2 separate regions of the Rattus norvegicus genome follow, and region 1 is linked to region 2. A link is a contact called in public Hi-C data. All regions are on one chromosome and are shown on one strand. The core of a region is the stretch at or near the end of the contact, and the rest is flanking DNA. Distances in the headings are between cores, read along the strand shown. Region 1 overlaps Zdhhc7 (zinc finger DHHC-type palmitoyltransferase 7). Region 2 holds the start of Cotl1 (coactosin-like F-actin binding protein 1).

Evidence for each region. A called contact is a pair of places that touch in the nucleus more often than the background predicts.
Region 1: a contact with region 2 is called in a Hi-C map of prefrontal cortex, with 2.5 times the contacts expected there. The contact joins the enhancer-like site here to the promoter of Cotl1 in region 2.

Annotation. Positions count from the first base shown.
Region 1 is chr19:65,046,747-65,054,209 of GRCr8, forward strand. Zdhhc7 (zinc finger DHHC-type palmitoyltransferase 7) reads right to left here. Exons shown (of 8, transcript NM_133394.2): 4 at 5,921-6,045; 5 at 5,214-5,310; 6 at 4,730-4,811; 7 at 3,480-3,610; 8 at 1,394-2,998. The coding sequence ends at 2,822. Among named protein-coding and RNA genes, the nearest start is that of Zdhhc7, 15 kb to the right of the region's middle. Within about 2 kb of position 3,760, at least 6 of the 93 cell types and tissues checked have an H3K27ac peak or open chromatin away from gene starts, as enhancers often do. A contact at or near this core is called in prefrontal cortex, where this site is marked.
Region 2 is chr19:64,812,640-64,820,095 of GRCr8, forward strand. Cotl1 (coactosin-like F-actin binding protein 1) reads right to left here and starts at 1,990. Exons shown (of 4, transcript NM_001108452.1): 1 at 1,749-1,990; 2 at 1,567-1,649. The coding sequence starts at 1,825. It overlaps LOC120098610 (a long non-coding RNA gene), which reads left to right and starts at 2,069. Exons shown (of 3, transcript XR_005496989.2): 1 at 2,069-2,664; 2 at 2,757-2,875; 3 at 3,665-5,009.

The DNA.
Region 1 (7,463 bases), core at 2,510-5,009, 240 kb after region 2:
ATTAAAGGCGTGCACCACCACCACCACCAGTTACAGGGATCAGAGGGTGCGACTCTCAAGCAGACCGAATCCAGGAGTCTGGGGACAGCTGGATGTACCAGGAGAGGAGTGTTGAACCAGGGGCAGGAAAGGGTGGGGCAGAGGACATGGTGTCGCGACCAGGGGAAGCCAGGTCCTGCTCAGCCATAGGCTCTTCATCTTGAACAACGAAATATCCAGGCTCATAGTCTAAGCAGTGCCTAGGAAAGGGACACAGGCAGCCAGCCCCAAGCCAACAGGAAGCATGGATGCTGCCACCCATGATCTGTGTGGGTATGCGGCTACAACCTCCTCCATTGTCTCCTACTTTCTAGAAAGCCACCCGAGCTGTTAGGAGACTGACCCTTGTTGACTTTTGCCCAGCCCAGACTTCCGTGCTTCTGATCTAAGCAGCCACAGGGCTATGGGGTCACCATTCGTTCCCTTTGGAGTCTTTGTCCTTGGGTTCAGCCTGGGTCATAGCTGAGTGCCTCGGGCTTGGAGCTGCCCCAGGGGACCATGACATTCCCTCACAGGTTGGCATGGGTACATCACCCCCAAGGCTGTGCAGATGAAGAGGCCATTTTGGATTCTTCTCATGCATAAGGGCTTTTTTTTTTCCTTTTTCTTTTTATACATATGTGTGTATGTAGGTACCTGTGGAGGCCAGAGGAGGGTGCTCAGTCTCCTGGGACCACATATAAGATAGCCATGAGCTACCTTCTGTGAATGGTGGGATCCAAATGTGGGTCCTCTGGAGCAGCGGTAAATACCCTTAGCCACTGAGCTTTCTCTCCAGCCCCAGAACTTTTGTAAGACTTAAGTCGTAAGGCCCTGGGCATAGTATATACCTGCTATCCCAGCCCTCGGGAGGGGAAGGAATGAGTTTTGAGGTTGAGGCTACTTTAGGAAGACCCTGTGTCTCAAAAGCCGGATGCCTGAGGCTCTTGGGGGAGGATTGTTTGTTTTTTGAGACAACCTCGCTGTCTTGAACTCAGTATGCAAACCAGACTGGCTTCAAGCTTTGCGAACTCCCTCTGCCTTCCCAGTGCTGAAGTCAAAGGTTCTCAGACACTTCCCATGCAGACTAGCTGCAGAGGCCTGGCACTGCATCCCTGTTCCAGCCCTGGGGCTGAGGTTATGTCCACCTGCTCCTGTGCTCAGAACCAGTTTTATTTTAAAGTACATTTAAAAATTTCCTCAAAGTTAATTAAGAGAAAGTTAAGGGATCTTAGGGTAAAATCCTAGCCAGGCAACATCTACACAGGTGACACTGGGAGCTGTACCCAGATACCCAGGTCCCCTCACAGGCACATAGCAGGTCCTGAAAAGGCAAGGCAGGCCACCCAGGAAGAAGAGGGCTGCAGGAAGGTGAGAACTGTGGACGGGTTACTTTATTTCATAGAAAATCACACTGAGGAATTGAAAAGTCAAGTATACTCAGCTTGGATTCACCGCCACGGACTCCACACTGGAGGGTGAGACTGCCAGAGCCTACATGCCCAGACACATGTGCAAAGGAACGCAGAGACAATCTGAAGCCACGATGTCCCTCTGCAGGGACTCAGGCCCCAGAGTTTGCTCACTGCATGAGAGGGCTCAGGTCCCCCGGGTTCACCTCAGTAGCATAGGAGCCCAGACAAGGGCAGGGCACAAGCGACTGACACCGAAAGAACAGTCATGGTGTCACGGGGACAGAAAGGCAGCTGGTCCCAGAAGGGAAACACTGGTGTCTGCATGGGAGAACACTCTCGGAAGTCCCCAGCTTCTGTCAGACTGCTTTCACCCAGCAGCAAAGGACAACCTACGAGTTTAAGGCAAGTCCCCTGAGGGGAGCTGTGTGTGCTGACATAATTCTAAGCCCACACCAAGGGTCCACTGACTGAAGTGCCATGGGTAAAGAAATAGTCACATGTCCCCACTCTTGATAGCTCAGGCACCGGGCTGTCTCAGCCTGCAGCACCTCTCCAAAGGGGCCCAAGGCGGCTTCTCATGCTGAGCTCCCCACAGCCCCTGCCCCACAGTGCTGGGTCTCAGCACAGGGCTACCACTTTCCTTGTTGAGAGAATGTTGCAGTGGCTAGTTTGGCTGGAACAACAAAACCTCAGCTCCATGCCCTCAAACACTAAGTTTTCAGTGAAATAAAAGCAGGAGGCCGGGCCCATGCGCAGGCATGCCTGTTCTTTGGATCTGGACACTGGAGGATACATTCATAGGAGGCCAGCAAGGGCCAGCAGTGCGTCCCACTTCCCTGAAACACTGGAGTCTGAAAGACAGCTTGTCTACCACACGCGTGCTTGAACAACACTGCTGATTCTGACACATGCTCACGCACACACACCACACAGACACACAGATGAGCACACACAGACTTGCTGGAAGGGTCAAAGGATGCCCGTTCTGGGGCAGCATGGAGTGTTCTGGAAGCCGCTTTGACTGTTCAGTGCTAGGTGTCAGAGCCCTCCAAGCCAGAGTCTCTGTGGAAACCCCTTCCAGTAAGAAGTGCGCTGGGGATGGGCCAGCAGGACCCCAGCAGCTGCTGTGCTGGCTTCCTTCATGACCAAGAAGCAACGGCACCTGTGCTGTGGGTGCTCGCAGCCCACGAGACATCCTGGGTCAGGATGGTCAGGATGGCCTCCCGGGACTGCTTCTCCTGGCAGTACACACAGAAATGACAAGTGCCTGTGGCCCTAGGTCCATGAAGTGCTCATGGCCCCGTCTGCTGGCCAGCTCCATCTGCCCACAAGGCTGCTGTGCTTGCGGCCACTGAGTATGATGTCTGCAGACATCCTGCCCTGAAGGCTCATACAGAGAACTCGGGGCCTCCCTTCCTGGTCCTCATCTGCAGCCGCCTGAATCGGAAGCCCACAAAGGGGTTCATCCAGAGGAGGGAGGGAGGGCCCCCGAAGACAGACTTCATCCCTTCCCACCGCAGCCTTCGCTCCCACGTAGGCTTCTCACTCTTCAGCCTCTCGATCTCCTGGGAGCAGAAGAAGCCAGAGGAGCAATGAGAAGAGAGCCACAGCCTGTAGCTGCACAAGGCTACCCACAGCGTGCTGCAGGCCTCCAAAGCCTGTGTGGAGCTGGGCACTCCTCCCTATCCCACACGCACAGCCAAGCTGCAGACAGCTACAAGGATCAGCCTCAAAGTCAACCAGGCTATGGCTCGTGTGGCACAGTGGCCTCTGGATGGGACCAACACTTTGCTTGAGTTCCTACTCGGTCTGTATTTACGCAGCACCTTCCCCAGGCCTGCAAGAGTGGGAGGCCTTCACGTTTCTGAGACCACTGAATTCTTACCAACCTAACCCCTATCCTGGGCCCAGGAGCTATGCTGCCCCAATGAAGAGAGCAGCGAACACAGACCTGTGGACCCAAGGTTGGAGAGGCCACGTGTACACGTGGGCTGTTGTTGCTGACAGTGCCCCCTGCCACCCCTGAAGACACAGGACAAGACTCACAGTTTCGTCATTGCATATTGAGTGGATCTGGGTGCCGAACATGACTGCGGTGAAAGTGAAGAACAGGAGGCCCTCAAGGCACAGGAAGACCAACAGGATTACAGTTATGGGAGGAGAGAAGTCACTGCACTCTGCGGATGAGAGTGAGGTGCTCAGTGTACAGGGGAGCGGTGGGGAAGCTGCACGAGTTTCCTAGAAGGAATGCGCTTCTCCTGCGTGAGCCCACTAGAGCGCTCTAAGAAGCTGGCACACAGCCCTGTCTGCCTGGCACACAGCCTCGCCATCCTTGACAGCCCACAATCTCACCTCCCCTGAAGTTTCTGGCTGCACTGGGGACTCTTCCCAGGGCTTTACGAATGCCAGGCAAACACTCAACTCCACCTTCTCCCACTGTATACCCCCAGCCCTCTTTTTACCTTGATAGGGCCTCACTAAGCTGCCCAGCCAGCCTTGAACTTGTGAGTCTCCCGCTTCTGCCACTTGAGCAGCAGTGCATGGGTCCCCTAACATATGCAACTGTTCTTAAAGGACCCTCCTGTGTCTACACTGTGTGGCTACAGGGGACATTCTACACTAGAGGTACTGTGACAGGAGTGCAGCCCCTCTTGTCTTCCTGTAGCTGCCAACAAATGCCCGTCCAGATAGGCACATCCTCCGGGACACCCCATCAGGCCACGCCAAGGCTGCTGTGAACGGGATCAACTAAAGCTGGCCAGAAAGCAAACACAAGGCAATGGCCTCAGTGGCAGGGCTGCCTGCCTCAGTGTCAAGAGTCTGCAAGTAGCTGACGTGATTATCACACCTTAGCCACGCACTAAGTGAGGTATCAGCCAATGAGCAGGGTGAAGCTTCCACATTCTATCTTAAGAAATGTTAACTCTTTACTGCCAAGGTGGCTTATACCTGTCACCCCAACACTTAGGAAGCTGAGAGAGAAGCATCATCCGTGAGTTCAAGGCCAACCTAGACTACAAAGTGAGACCCTGTTTCAAAAAACAAAACAAAACACTAAAAACAAGCCCATCTCAGGTTATTAAGAATAAGGCCTTCCTCCCATCCAGGAGCCCACTCCCCCTGGGGCTCCCCACTGCACTGCTTTCTTTCTTTCTTTCTTTCTTTTTTTTTGGTTCTTTTTTTCGGAGCTGGGGACCGAACCCAGGGCCTTGCGCTTCCTAGGTAAGTGCTCTACCACTGAGCTAAATCCCCAGCCCCACTCTGCACTGCTTTCGAGATGACGGAGTCTTCCTTACCTGTCCACTGCCCTCGGACGCAAGAGATGAACTGAAGCCCGCAGAGAATCAGAGCATGGATTGAAGACAGAGCTATGTACATCTAGAAGGAGGGAGATGGGTTAGGGATTTTCAACAATCTGCCATCCTATAAGCAGAGGCTGGCCGTGCTCACACACCTCCCACCCCCAACGGGGAAAGCTGGCGTGGAGGAGGAGTAAATTGTAGGCAGTGGCAGCTGATTGGACCACAGCAGAGAAGCCCAACAGCTGCACGGCAAAATAAGCAGAGGGGAAATGAGCTCTGTGCGTGAGGGAGGCCCTGTGTGTGACAATGGTGACCCAGAGGGACAGACAAACCTACAGGCAACAGGTGATGTAATCCACATGGCATGGTCACCCCCGGACTGTGTTCTGCATGTGCCAACACCGCCATTAGCTGTAGCTAAATACCTCCCCCAACTGCAGAGGTTCGAGTCTCAGAACCTCCAGCTCAGCGCACTCACGGTGAAGAGCACGAAGAAGCGCTGGTTCTTCTCTCCCACACAGTTGTTCACCCACGGGCAGTGGTGGTCCATCTTTCGAATGCACCTCTTGCAGATACTGCAAAGGAGAGCACACTTTTCAGCCTTGTGTTCTGGGACATCAGTGACACCAAATGACATCCAAGGTAGGACAGCCTGAGGACATCTCTCTGCACAACACCTATGACAAGAGCGGTCCCACTCCACCTTTGTGCACACACAGAGACTCAGTCCAAGGACAGGGAAGCCCAAGAGACTTCCAGGAATGAACAAGTCCCTGGTTCGCCACACCCAATATCAGCCCCGCCGAGGGACAGCAGCCTGTCTAAAAATCCAGTCTTGGCACAGCAGGGAAATGACACACTGCAGCAAAGGCCAGTAGAGGGAGCCCAAGAGAGGAGGACATTCAAAGGCACCTGTTTGTGGGCTGGAACCGCTCGCTCCTTTCTCATTAACCAGTGTCAGTCAGAAAGTGTGCCAACAGGAGCCTGCATTTAGTCTGCTGATGCTGCCACGCACAAGCAGTAGCAAGTATAAAGAGGCTTGATTCTCCAACTACAAAATTCATGTGCCAGGCCAGGAAAAAGAGCAGACACCTTGTTGCTTCCTGTGACTATTGTCCAGCTGTCTGCTGCACTGTCTGAAAACTTCCATGTACAGTCTGGCTCTGCTGAGGGCAGAGGTCATACCTGCAGTGGTGGGCACGCTCCGGCTTGATGCAGCAACACTTGGGGCACTTGTAGATCACCTCGCCCGGCTTCAGCTGCAAGCTCTCCATGTACTCCTTCGTGGCGTTGCCTTTGGGGACAGCCCCCTGTGCACACAGATTGGATTCAGGTTGGGTGAAAGGAGTCAGAAAAACAAGGCTCAACCCATAATTCTAGCACTCAAGAGGCAGAAGGCCAGTCTGATCTACATAGTGAGTTCCGGGCTAGCTAGGGCTACACTGGACTACCCTGTCTTAACTCTCCCACCCACAGCAAAAGATCTACAAAATATGCCCATAATCCCCAGCACTGGGCACGCAGATGCAGGAGGATGGCTGAGTTTGAGGCCAGCCTGGGCTACTCAGTGAGACTCTGTTTCAGGAAAACAAAAGACTCCCGAAGCCTGAGCATGCTGAGTCTGATGAAGGAGGCAGTGTGGTCAGAGGCCTCTCGGGCAACCCTGGTCACGGGCAGACAGCGCACCACAGGATGAGGTCTAGGGCACAGCCTTGGTCCCTTGTACTGGCTGGTTTTGTGTGTCAATTTGACACAAGCTAGAGTTATCACAGAGAAAGGAGCCTCAGTTGAGGAAATGCCTCCATGAGACCCAGCTGTAAGGCATTTTTAACAACTAGTGATCAAGTGGGTAGAACCCAGCCCATTGTGGGTGGTGCCGTCCCTGGGCTGGTGGTTCTGGGCTCTATAAGAAAGCAAGCTGAGCAAGCCAGGGGGAGCAAGCCAGTAAGTAACATCCCTCCATGGCCTCTGCATCGGCTCCTGCTTCCTGACCTGCTTGAGTTCCAGTCCTGACTTCCTTTGGTGATGAACAGCAATGTGGAAGTGTAAGCTGAATCAACCTTTTCCTCCTCAACTTGCTTCTTGGTCATGAGGTTTGTGCAGGAATAGAAACCCTGACTGAGACACTTGTATAGGCTAGCCAAGGCCACTATGAGGCCAGGCCGCCTCACCTCAACTTTAGAAGGCAACAGAAGCTTACAGTAGTGGTTTTCGACCTTTCTAATGCTGCGACCCTTAACTGGCAGACACAAGCACAGTTACTCTGTGTGCACAGATCAGGAATCCATGCCAGGCTCACAGTGCTGTAAGAAGCGTAGAACTTTCTTAGAATCAACACATGGCCTCATGTGCCTGCACTCGCTGCCTATAGGGGCTGCTCTGTGGCCTTCAGATTACCAGGAGGAAGCCCTGGCCATCTCCCTGGTTCTGGGGTAGCTACAAAAAGGGTGTCTCAGGGGTTGGGGATTTAGCTCAGTGGTAGAGCACTTGCCTAGCAAGCCTAGGCCCTGGGTTCGGTCCTCAGCTCTGAGAAAAAAAAAAAAGGGAGGGGGGTGTCTCAAATTTCTGAGAAGCAGCTATCCCTGATCTGGAAGCTCTAAATTCGTCTTCACTGCATTGGGACTGAGAGCGGAAGTACAGGCCTGCTCCAGAGAGAGCCCACAGTGTGTGCGTCTGTGCCAAGGCCATGTGCTGCTCTGTCACAGCCTCGGCACGTGCAAACCTTCTA
Region 2 (7,456 bases), core at 740-3,239:
ATTTTGGAGGCAGAGGCAGGGAGGACCAGGAGTTTCGGGCAGGCTTAGCTACACAGCCAGAAAGCAATTAAAGAGTTGGGTGGCACAAACCAGGAAGCAGAAGCAGGAAGACCTCAAGTTCAAGGACTGCCCGGACTGAGAGTGAACTTATCTCAAAACAAAGTGGTTTAATTTTTTAAGAAATGTACCTCAGTGGTAGAGCATGTGGCCAACATATCCAAGGCCCTATGTTCCATTTCCCATACTTGGGGTGGGGGAAAGAGGAAGAAAGCAGTTGGAAAAGAAGTCACATGATCCTGGATTGATTTTTTTTGGGGGGGGGGGGTCTGTTTGTCACCAATGACTCTGACCAGCACTGTCCTGAACACTTACATACACACTTGGGACCAATCAATCTCACAGCACTACAGGAGATCAGGTGAGGAACTGTGACCCCCACAGGGACCTGGCCCCAACCCACCCAGCTGGAAAGCAGCCCCCGAGGGATTCTAACCCACAGCCAGCCCCGGGAGTCTACACCCTAGCTTCTAGGTGGCCTGCTTTTGTTTGACATTAGTTCCAAAGCTAAAGACAACAGGAGACAGCAGGCCCAGGATCTCCTACTTCAATCTCTTTCAAGGCTTTTTCGGGAAGGCAAGGGGGACGCCCAGCCAGCCCAGCTGGCCTCCAACTCTCCTCCTCCTGCCTCTGTTTCCAGAATATGCTGAGCTGCTGTGAACACCGGCTCCTTTAGGGATCTCATTACCAACTGTGCTGAGCCTGCTGCTACCAGGGGCTGCGGCCATTCAGGCCCTGTGTTCTTTCATGGTCCACACACCCCAGGGGAACTTAGGGTTCTGTGGGATGCTTTTATTAAGTCACACATCTGTATGATTCCTCCACACCAAACCATTGGAGCCCTTCAGCTCCTGAAGCTATCACCCATGCCCCACCCCAGCCAGGGGCCAGTGACTCCGCTGCTGGGACCTCACAAGTCAGCTTCATTTTATCCAGGCCCCATATAAGCAACATCGGGCATTCGCTCTTAGTACGTGCCCCTTTACTCTTCAAATTAAAGGCTTGTACAGAGGCAGATAAGGACAAAGATGGGAGAAAGGAGGGTGGGGCCCTGGGTTCGGCCTTTAGCTTGCAGCCCCCAGGGGCTTCGGCGTTTATTGTTCACTGACCAATCAGAGAGGGTGGAGTTTGAACTGCCAGTTCTGACCTGGAAACCCAGTGAACCACAGGGAGCGGAAGAAGCTGACCCAGCCAGGGGAAGAATCTCCTCGGGTCACTTGATAGTGATGTCCACAGGGGTTGGGGGCAGGGTGGGGGAGGGATACAGTCAAGACTTTAGAAAGCTCAGACCGGAGCTTTGCCTGGTTGTGCACACCCACCATATCTGTACTAGATGGTTGTGGCAGGAGGATGGCCAGTTGGAGGTCACCCCTATCTCCAAAAACACAAAGACAAAAACAAGCAAGCAAACAAACAAAACCCCCAGCCTATATCTGTTGCTGCTTGGATACCCAGCACCTCGCTGCCCTGGGTGGCCACCCTCTCCCAAAAGGTCTCAGGTCGTCCTACCTGTGCACTGCTGGATGAAGTGCTGGTAATCCGCTCCCTGATCGCCGGGGACAATGGTGGCACCGTCGTATTTAAAAGTCACCCTTTGGGTTGGAGGAAGAAAAGAAACATAGGTGAGCAGCGGCGGCGAGCGGCACGAAGCAGGTCGGTACTGGCATCCCCAGCCCCGCGGCGTTGCTCACCAGATGACCGACGAGCCGTCGTCCCGCACTAAGTTGTACGCCGCGCGACACGCCTCCTTGTCGATCTTCGTGGCCATGGCCGCCGCGAGGACACTGCCGGAACCAGTGAATGCGTCCCTGATCCGCTGCGAGGGTCGAGCGGGCTCCGAGAGTGAGCAGGGGGTGGTGGCCGCTCGCAATTGCAAGCTAAGGTCCTCGGAGAGGGGCCCGCGGTTACTGCAGAGCCGGAGCGCGCGCCGGGACTCCACTCCCATGAAGGCCACGCCCCTCTGTTCCCATTGGTCGCGCGGGCGGGGGCGGAGCGTCTTGCACACCCGGTGGCCAATCCCAGTCTATGTGGATTGCGCAACTCGGCGGAGGGCTGGAGGAGGGGCCCTTCCTCTTCATCTTCCCTTCCTCCGTCTTCTTCCCTCCCCACTCCATGGGCCCCCAGCCTCTCTCTTCTTCCACCACCTTCTGTGTTCTTCGATCTCGCTCTCCTTCCTCCTTTCCTCTCTCCTCCATTCCTCTCCTTCCCTTACGCGTTGCAATCCTCTTCTCTCAGCCTCTTCCGTGTTCTCCTTTCTTCTCATCTCTATTTATCCCACCCCAAGCCCCTTCTTCCTCCTCCCTAAGGCCTCCTCCCCTTCTACCCTTCTTCCTCTCCATCTTCTCTCATCTTCCTATTTTCTATTCCTCCCTCGTTCCCTCCACACAGTGAGCTGAGCTGCAGAGCTCTCCACCCCTTCCCCTCCCCTCCAGAAGGATAACTTAAGTCAGCACTCAGATGAGTCAGGCTGGCCAAGGCTGGCCCCCTAACCCAGTGTTTGCTCTTCGGATTTGGAAGGGGAAGAGGTGGAAAGAAGGAAGCATTTCATTTGGAAAGGGGCAGACTGGGAATCACTGTTGACTTTGTAGCCTGGTTATCTGCAGTCAGGTGAGGTGCTGGCCGGGGTGGGGTGGGGAACGGCATCCTTAACTCCCTTATTGGGTCATTCATTCACTACTCTTCCACTATCTACCCTACAGGCCCCGTGAAAGGCTGGCTCTGGAGGCCCAGCTCTAGAATTACACAGAGTGTAATTTTCAGCTCCAAGCCATAGGAAAGCCCTGAAACCTTTGCAAGAGTTCTTAGCTCTCTCCCCATGGTAAGAATAACATGGCCGGCCGGGGTGTCTTCAGCTTTAACTGAAATGATGTATATCAGCCGGGGCCGGCATCAGAAGAGGTCAGTGTTGGTTTGCTATTAACTAAAACGGATCATAGACAGAAACTGAAAAGGGAAGGCTACAAAATACGACTCTGTCTCAGAGGAGGAGAGATGGTTCATCTTCTTCCAGAGGACTTTAGATTCTTTCTCAGTACCCGTGTCTGTAATTACAGCTCCAGGGGAAGCCGATGTCCTCTTCTAACCTCTGTAGGCATCTGCATGCACGCACACTAGAGTAAATAAAAATCGTAGTGGTACACACCTGTTGTTCAATAAAAAGCACCACCTTCCTCAAAATGAAAGATAACAAATCCATGAAAACTGCCACTCTAATCCCAGAGAATGGTCAAGTGTGGGATGGTCTGGCCCAGTGGCTATTTGTGTCTGTGTGTGTGTTTATCTGTGTGTGTTCCTCCCTTATGAGTGTATGATTCAGAGGACTTGTCTTTCCAGTCAGAGTCTCTCACTGGTCTGGAGGTCACCAAGTCTGGCAGGCCATTCAACCCCAGGGGCCCAACCGGGCTCTAACCTCCCCAGCACTGGAAGATATTAGAGCCACTCAGGACTCCATGCTTCTCTGGCAAGCACTTCACTGAATAAATTATTTCCCCTTCGGTTCGTTCATGTGGGGTGTGTGTGTGTGTGTGTGTGTGTGTGTGTGTGTGTGTGTGTTGTCTTTGGTTTTTAATTTTGTTTTGTTTTGTCTTTGTCTTGTTTTGTTTTTCAGATAGGGTCTCATGTAGCCCAAGCTGGCTTCCAATTTACTATGTAGCAGAGGATAGCCCTGAACTCCTGATACTCCACACTCCACCTCCCAAATGCAGGTGTGTGCCACCAGGCCAGGCCTTCAGATGACCCTGAAAGACATGAAAAAATTCCAGAGATTTCGGGCATCACACCCCCTGGAAGGGAAGCGACAAGAGATTGTGAGCTGCCTGACCTGAGTGCTGAGAACTGAACTCGGGTCCTCTTGAAAGCGGCAAGTGCTCTAACCACCGAACCGTCTCTCTCGCCCCTGTTGTTTGACTGATTAGTTGATTAGAGTTGGGCTTTGGGGTTTTTTTGTGTGTATGGTTTTCGGTGTTTTTTGGTTTGTTTTTTTTGTTGTTGTTGTTGTTGTTTTTTCCGAGACAGGGTTTCTCTGTGTAGCTCTGGCTGCCTTAGAACTCACTCTCTAGGCCAGGGTGGCCTCAAACTCAAGAGATCTGCCTGCCTCTGCCTCCCGAGTGCTGGGCTTAGAGACTTGCGCCACCATTGTTGGTATTCTGTCTAAGCTCCACCCCCACAGTTGCTTGGCAACAGCCAGCTGTGCCTGACTATAAAGGGGGCAGCTTACCCCCTCCTCTCCCTCTTACTCCTCTCTTGCTTTCTCTTGCTCTTCCTCTTCCCGTGCCCTCTTCCCTGTCACTTCTCTCCCCATCCCCGCTTCCCTCCGCGTGCACATGGCCGGCCTCCTTTCCTCTCTTCTACTCTTCTTCTCTCTATTAAGCCTCTCCACGAGGAACCATGTTGGCTTGCCGTGCTTCGTCCAGGCGCGGGCTGAGATTTAAACCCCAACATTGATCCTAACATTGGTGAGCTGTACGGGGATCGAACCGTGTGAATATATCGTTTATTCATATGAAATTACTACCCAAGACCCAAGCATGGTGGTGCATGGTCTCTAATCCCAAAACAGAGAAGGCAGACTGATGTCCGAGTTGTAGCTCAGTCAACACTACACAGTGAGTTCCAGGCTAGTCAGACCTACATAGCAAATCCTGCCTGCCTCAAAAACAAAGGAAAGGAAGAAAAAGGAGGAAGGAAGGAAGATATCAATTACTACCAATAAAGCGAAGTCAACCTTACACCTTCTCGATCTGCATTCCCGGCACCATGGTGTCAATCACCTAAGACGGTAACCGGAAGTAACTCCCCAGGACCCGCAACTCTTCTTTCTGCTCCTTGCTGAGGGCGCCCTCTACTGGCATGAACATGTAAAAAGGTTTGTTGGTCAGGGAACCTTGATTCTGAGTACAAATCCTGTCTGCCTACTCAGCTAAGAAAACACCAGTAAACAACTACATATCCGATGTGCTGTGTTGTAATCCTTGCCCTCAGTTGGAATCCACGGAATATCACAACACAGAGAGTGGTCTGGCTGGGCGTGGGGGCCCGCACCTGCACCACAGGACCCCTGAAAAAGAGGCAGAAAAATCGACAGATATTTCAGGTCAGCTGAATCTACAGAGTAAGTTCTGGGGCAGCCAGGGCTACAGAGTAAAGATCTTCTGACAAAAATCAAATAATGGCCCATTGATATATATGGCTTGGTGCGTAAAGTTACTTAGTACTACATCCCACTACCTGAGTTCAAATCTGGGATCCACATAGAGGAGAAAATAGACTCCTGCAAGTCGTCCTATGACCTCGACGGCAAAATGCAACACATGCACGCGCACACACACACACACACACACACACACACACACACTTCTGCATAGCACATATGAGCCCTAAGTCAGCACAGCTGATTCTCACCAGGACGTCAAACGTTCCCCCTCCTCCTGGCTTTCACCAGCAGCCCTGTGTTACCAAGGCACTTCTGAAACTCTCCATCTACCGCCTATTCCACCACCTTCTGTTTCATAGCCTCCACTGGTCACTCTCTCAAGTCTTTCTCTGATCTTACATTTTGTCTGACTGCCCCTAGAAGAATGCCAGGTGCACCAGCAGGGCTTTGTCTATCTAGGTCACTAGAGATGCCCATCTTCAAGAGCCACAGGAATCCCAGACAGACATACACATCCTGTACTGCTGGGACACACACACCTCCAGCTTCAAAGGCCTTGCCAGGACCTGTTAATTGTCCCAAGAGATGGACAGTGGCTGCAGACTGGAGACTAATTTCTGGAAGTTCCTTCACAGCCTCTTCTCTTCTTCCTGCCCACATGAGAGAAGCAATATATGTGGTAATGTATGAAAGGCAATTGCAAACCTTTTTTAAAAAAAAAAGTTGCGGGGGCTGGGGGAATGGAGAGATGACTCAGCGGTTAAAAGCACTGACTGCTCTTCCAGAGGTCCTGAGTTCAATTCCCAGCAACCACAACATGGTGGCTCACAAACATCGGTAATGAGATCTGGCGCCCTCTTCTGGTGTATCTGAAGACAGCTACAGGGTATTCACACAAAGAAAGTAAATAAATCTCTTAAGAGAAAAGAGAGAGGAAGAAACCCAATCGAGATTCTGTTTTTGACAGCGTCACACAGCATCAACAGTAATGGTATCACCGTCCTGTGTGTTCATTGTCTGGCACCGCCCTGTGATCCTGCGTGGAGCGCCTGACAACCTGTTAAGTTCTGTGGGGCTGTTTTCCATCAGCTCTGGCTTCTTCTCTTACATATTTTTCTTTTTCTTACTTTTTTTTTTATTATTTAATGTAGTAGCTGTCTTCAGACACACCAGAAGAGGGCATCAGATCCCAATACAGATGGTTATGAGCCACCCTGCAGTTGCTGGGAATTCTTTAGGAAGAGCAGCCAGTGCTCTTACCGCTGAGCCGTCTCTCGAGCCCCTTACATATTTTCCTTAGAGGATGTCACACACAAGTACAGTGTGTTTCCATCATACCTACCCTTTTATATCTTTTATATCTTAGTTTTTAGAGACAGGGTCTCTTACAGCCCCGGCTGGCCTCAACTCCAGGTCTGGCTGCCTCTGCCCCAGGTACTAGGACGACAAGTGTGCTCTGTTAGGATTAAATGCCTGGCTGTTCACACCTGCTTCTCAGTTAATTCTCAGAGTGGCTCTGTCCTTGTATCAGCCCGATGAGAGTGGAAGCCATTCTCCAGAGCAGGTTTTGTTTTGTCACAGACTCTCATTATTTAGCCCAGGCTGGCCTTGAACTTGAAATCCTTCTGTCTCAGCTTCCTGAGTACTTGGATTATAGGGAATTACAGGTGTGCATGCACTGAGACTGCACCTCATCAGGAAGCAGAGGTTGGAGATCATGAGACTGAGTCAGGCAGCTGGGCTACCTGGGCTTGGAGTTTTATTCTGGACTGAGTTTTCCAGAATGTCCTATTCACCTAGATAAGAAAGGTCATTCTAGCACCCAAGAGGCAGAGAATGGAGAATCAGGATCCTTGGCTACACAGCCAGTTTAAGACCAGACTGAGCTACCTGAGACTCTGTCTCAAAACAAACACAAAAGTCAAGGGCTGGAGAGATGGTTCAGTGGTTAAGAGCACTGGTCGATCTTTCAGAGGATCCATGTATGATACTCAGTGCCCATTTTATGGTACACAATAATTCATAACTCCAATGTTGGGGTTTCCGGCCCCCCCCCGACCTCCCTGGACATCTGCACACATGGTATTCATAAACTCATGCAGACACACACACATTTAAAACACAATCTTTGGGCTGGAGAGATGGCTCAGAGGTTAAGAGCGCTGACTGCTCTTCCAGAGGTCCTGAGTTCAAATCCCAGCAACCACATGGTGGCCCACAACCATCTGTAATGGGATCTGATGCCCT